Regions from separate parts of the Rattus norvegicus genome. Here region 2 is linked to region 1. Evidence: chromatin contacts called from public Hi-C data. All regions are on one chromosome and are shown on one strand. The core of a region is the stretch at or near the end of the contact, and the rest is flanking DNA. Distances in the headings are between cores, read along the strand shown.

Region 1 (2,700 bases), core at 80-2,579:
TTAGTTCTTGTGCTGGAGTTCTTAGGGCGCTGCGGCTCCTGTTGTTTGTTTTTTCCCCAGCAGCCACATGGAGTGGCCCACAACTTCCTGTTTCTCTGAAGCAGCGCGTATCAACCTTCCTAATGCTCCCAACCTTTAGTGCAGTCCTTCATCTTGTGGTGACCCCCCCGACCAGAAAATCACTTCATTGCTACTTCATAACTGTGATTTTGCTACTGTCTCGAATCATAATGCAAATATCTGATATGCGGCCCCTGTGAAAGTGTTGGTTGGCATCCAAAGGGGTCACAACCCGCAAGTCTCTATTTTTTAAAAAAATTAGTTCATAATTTTAGAAGTCATCTCTGACGTCATTCCGCTGTAGTAAACCACAGCGCTGGAAGCATTACAGCATTTTTTCCCGTTAGAGTTTCATCTTCTGCAGAGCCTTCTTTTCTCAAAGATCCTGCTTGAAATTCCACCTCAGCAGCAGAAACAGAACACACTTGCTTCTCCGCGGTATTTTCTGGAATGTCCCAAACACACATTTCAGGGTTTTGCCTACACAAAATCCCTGCTCAACTCAGCTCCTATGCCCTTATTCTGTCTCCTGCGAGGTCACCCCTTCCTCAAGGACTCTCCCATAAGCCCTTCCTTGCCTCAGCTGGCTCCTCAGGGTCAGGCGGGAACTCCCCACCTCCTCAACTCCCTGTACTCCGGGAGAGCTGTTCATACCGACCTCTGACTATAAAACAAAACAAAAAACAAAAAGCAAAACCACAAACAAACAAAAAAACCCATCACACCTTCAAGTACTGAGGCGCACACCACTTACAGCCCACATTGCTCTCTGCCTTGTTGCGAGCGTAGAGCCAGGACGTGAGGCTCCCCTACTTGTTGAATGAGCAACGTCATAGGTACTACTTCCTGTTTTGGAGTCTAAAGGCGCCCAAAGGCAGATGAGGGTTGTGGATTACAAACCTCCCTTCACTGGCGTGCGGATGCGGTTCTAGAAACTTTTTTTTTGGTTCTTTTTTTCGGAGCTGGGGACCGAACCCAGGTCCTTGAGCTTCCTAGGCAAGCGCTCTACCACTGAGCTATGCGGTTTAATTTTTTTTTTTCTTTTTTTTCTTTTTTTTGGCTGGAGAGATGGCTCAGCAATTCTCAAGGTCCTGAGTTCAATTCCCAGCAACCACATGGTGGCTCACAACCATCGGAGCTGGGGACCGAACCCAGGTCCTTCCGCTTCCTAGGCAAGCGCTCTACCACTGAGCTAAATCCCCAACCCCGGTTCTAGAAACTTTTAAAGGTTCATTTACGTAGTAACCAGCGACTGTCAGCAGATGTCGCCAGATCCCAAGGAATGAAGGAAGGGACGACCCGGAGGTTCAGCAGAGAGCTGTGCAGGGAATGGGCTGCTTCTACTGCTTCTTGATTTTAAGGATGAGTCATTGGTATCTGGGGCCGGTCACGTCCTGACTTTTGCTGTTGAAGGTCACGATTTGTTTCATCCCCCGCTGTGGGCCGTTATCGCCTTAACATCCTCCCTGCTTCATTTTGAGAAATCTTCAGAGGACTTATCACTCTGCGGTTGGTGGTCAGAATGTAAAGGTACTGGACAGTTGATTTCCGGGTGCTGGCCGGACCGAGTTGGGCAGGATATCCTGTTCTCAGGATGCCTAGATTTGGATGGGGGGATGTTCCAGAGTCCTTTACCGCCCAAAGAGGACAGATCTGCCCCACGTCCACCTGAGATTAGTAAAGTTGTTGTAACTCATGTAATGGATTCATAGAGCAGGTCTCACTGGGGTTGAATGTTTTCTCAGTTGATCCCAGGGTCCCACGGGAGAATGGATGTAATTTCCGTGGTATGTTTGCGGAAGGAATCGATTTGGGGGCCTACATGAGGAAAAGTCAGTTTTTAATGAAAACAACTTAAATAGAAACAAAAATTAAATTAAGCTCCCTAATTTCAAAGCACATAGTGATGGAGCAAATCTGAATTTTAAAAATACCTTTTTTTGCGGGGAGGGCATGTTTCAAGATAGGGCTTCTCTGTGTAGCCCTGGCTATCCTGGAACTCGCTCTGTAGACCAACCTGGCCTAGAACTCGGAGATCCACCCCCCTCCCCCATCCCCCGCCTCTGCCTCCTGAGTGCTGGGATTAAAGAAGTGAGCTACTCTACCTGACAAAAATACATTTAATAAACATTTAGAACATTGCTCCCACAGAAGCTGAGAATAGAATGCTAGGTATCAAAAACCAGTTGGGACAAAGCCAGCTGTGCTCAACAGATTACTAAGGACCCTGGGGGTGGCTAATTATATTTGCATAACCTTTCAAGAGACAGGAAGGAAAAGAAAGCATGCAGTCCCTGTTCAAGCAGAAAATGCAAGGTCCTTCCTGGTCCTTGAAACTCATTGAATGATAACAACAGGGCTGTCAATTGCACTCCCACATCACTGGTCCTGGGTGCCTGTTACCTCCGTTGTCGCTGGAAATGTTCTCACAGAGACTCCCCGAGGCTAAGGATATAACACAGCTGGATGCAGGGGAAGCCCCGCCCAGAAGCTACTGTTCCTTGATGTTCCTCTGGACTCCCTGGGAAGGGGCTGCCACTAACCCAGCAAGTGCAAGCAAGTCCTGTTGGGAAGCCAGCCACCCAGGACTGGCACTCCAGCCTACCCAGGTGAGGACCTTACGGGGCTTCATGAAGTTTT
Region 2 (2,700 bases), core at 198-2,697, 240 kb before region 1:
TAAGGACAGAGCGCGATGCATTCCGCGTTTGGATTCTTGGTCCCTGTGGTTGCAGGCGGGGTTGCCATCGCCCTCAAGCAGGAAAGGACCCTACCGCCAACCACCCCCTAACCCACCACCCAGCCCCCTTTAAGTACAACCCTGACCGTTTTTGTTTTTGTTTTCGTTTCTGGTTTTTGTTTGTTTGTTTGTTTTTGTTTGTTTGTTTGTTTGTTTGTTTTTTCACCTGCCCTTGCGGGAATGCAGTTATCAAAAGCTGCGGTGCTCCAACCCGCCACAGGATGGCAGTGTTGTCCCAGGTAACACACAGACTGAGCCCCAGGAAACAAGTTTCCGCATTCCTGAACCTCAGGGAAACACGGGGCTGAGAACGTATTATAAAATAACCACGAAGCTGCAGGTAAAAATAAAAATATGATCACGTAAATTAAACAACCTTTCTTTATTAAACCTCCTTACTAAATATTGGGGGGAGGGGGGCAATCCTTTCCAGGATGGAATTGAAGATTGCATTTTGATGTCTCTAAGCTGTTTCAAGGGCCTTTCCCTGGAAGGAAGCTCTGCCAGAAGCCATGGCAATAGGGGGCAGAATAGCATACGCTGGGGGACCAGAGGCCCTGAGCTCCAGCTGCAATTGGACCTTGGCTCCAGAGGCTCTTTTGTGTCTCATTTCGGAATCCAAGAATGACGGTGGGTTCCCACTTCACCAGCTGTGAGGAACCCCTGAGCAAACTTGCATTAGGTATCCAGCGTAGCACAGTTAAGTGCTCAAAAGCCATTAACTTCAGCCATTCTCAACTTGCTGGGAATCTTTAGAGCCGTGTAGCTCCTTCCCAGTTGGAGGAGCCTCTTATCCATAGGTTTTTTTGTCTACAGTTTCAACCTGCCCGTGGTTGGCAGCGGCTTGAAAGTTCTGAATGGAAAACTTTCAGAAATAAGCATTTCGCAAATTCTGAACTGCGCTTCATTCCAAGAAGCGGCACAATAGCCCGCGTCATCCTGCTCCTCCCCCGCCCAGGGTGTACCATCTCTGTGTGCAGAGGATCCACACTGTATATGCTACCTGCTTTTTCGTTACCTAGGACCTAACTCAGTTATCGGGTTGACGGTCATCGTACAGAGCATCACAGGGACAGTGTCCAAGAACCCTGCGGTTCCAGGAATCCTTGGGAGAACGGGGTTGGGGGGAGCTGGGGAAGGTGGTCCTGGAAGGTATGCCTTGTGCGTAGGATAAATTATGGTCTCCAGTTCACCTGCGTTCATCGACAAACCGTTCAGAGTAGCCCAGGGTCCACTGGCACGAGGGGAACGCAGCCTCATCCAATGGAAGAGTCCTCGGCCTTAAGAGGAATAAAACCTGGCACGTGTTACAACGTGGCTACAGCTTGAGAGCATAGCCCCAGCTGAAGTAAGCCAGAGCCGAGAGGAAAATTCCTGTGTGATGCTTCGTACATGAGGTCAGACTGAGAGAAGAACACCAGGGTGTTGGTTGCCAGGAGCTGGCAGGGGTGGGAGCAGTTAATGTTTCAAGAGATTGGCTTGAGTTTCGGTTCCGCAGGATGAAAAGCCCCGGAGGCAGATGGTGGGGGTTGCGCAAGGACTGGAAGGGACTTAATGCCGCCGAACCGCACGCATGATGACAGCCAACGTGGTCCGTTTTTATGGTGTCACACAGTTAAAGATTATTAGGTTAGAAAGAAGTGTTTTCCTTTGACAGGTCCACTTGGCTGAGATCCTGTGCTCTGGGTAAGACATAGGGTACAATTCAAATTTAAACAGTGGTTCTTAAAAGGAACCCTCTCGTCCCACAGTGTCTGGCTCAGACTCAGCAGTGGCCTCCTGAGGGCGACTGCAGCCAGAGGCTTGGCATTCCCAGAGTCCTCTCTAACAGCAGTGACCTACAACCCTGTCATGCTAACACCCCCAGGCGGCTGAGAGGGTTTGGACACCCCTACCTCCTTACCCGCTATCTCCCCATCTCTAAACCCCAGAGCCACACACTGATTTCACCCTTCCCCAGGTTCTTTGTCCTTCTTGGTTCCCCAGAGAAGAGAAGAAGACCTTGGGGGACAGTGGGTTATACCCCAGAGAGATTTAGCCTTCCTTGGAAGGAATCCAGACTCCTGAGCCAGAATTCTCCCCTTTGCCAGGAGTGGAGTTGACAACCCAGCTGGCATGCAAACACTGACCAGAAAGATGGGGAAGCGAGTCCTTCAGTAGCAAAGGCCAAGCTGGGAAGCAGAGGGAAAACTCCATTCGAGACCAGTGATTGCACAGTGGCACTGACATCCTCATTCTTCTTTTTTTCTTTTTTTCCGGAGCTGGGGACCGAACCCAGGGCCTTGAGCTTGCTAGGCAAGCGCTCTACCGCTGAGCCAAATCCCCAACCTGACATCCTCATTCTTAAAACACCAAAGAGGAGGTGTCTACAGACTCAGTGGAACTACTCAAATGAGGGAGCTGGTGAGATGGCGCAGTGGATAAGAGCACTGGCTATAATTCCAAAGGACCTGGGTTCAAGTCCCAGCACCCACATGAAAGCTCGCAACTGTCTGTAACCCTAGTTCAGGGGATCTGATGCCCTCTTTTTGGTCTCCTCAGGTACCAGGTACACAAATAGCACATAGACATACATGTAGGTTAAACACTCATACATATAAAAAAGAAATTAACTGGGCTGGAGAGATGGCTCAGTGGTTA

Evidence for each region. Hi-C and Micro-C count contacts between places; a contact is called where the count stands out from the background.
Region 2: a Hi-C map of liver shows a contact between it and region 1, with 6 times the contacts expected there. The contact joins two enhancer-like sites. A contact is called at or near these places in 4 of 12 Hi-C or Micro-C datasets (frontal cortex, kidney and liver) and 1 of 1 datasets of contacts at active chromatin or transcription factors (oligodendrocytes).

What each region holds. Positions count from the first base shown.
Region 1 is chr12:13,299,455-13,302,154 of GRCr8, reverse strand. No RefSeq gene overlaps it. Among named protein-coding and RNA genes, the nearest start is that of Gtf3a, 42 kb to the right of the region's middle. Within about 2 kb of position 1,329, at least 14 of the 93 cell types and tissues checked have an H3K27ac peak or open chromatin away from gene starts, as enhancers often do. A contact at or near this core is called in liver, where this site is marked.
Region 2 is chr12:13,541,863-13,544,562 of GRCr8, reverse strand. No RefSeq gene overlaps it. Among named protein-coding and RNA genes, the nearest start is that of Gpr12, 94 kb to the left of the region's middle. Within about 2 kb of position 1,447, at least 27 of the 93 cell types and tissues checked have an H3K27ac peak or open chromatin away from gene starts, as enhancers often do. A contact at or near this core is called in liver, where this site is marked.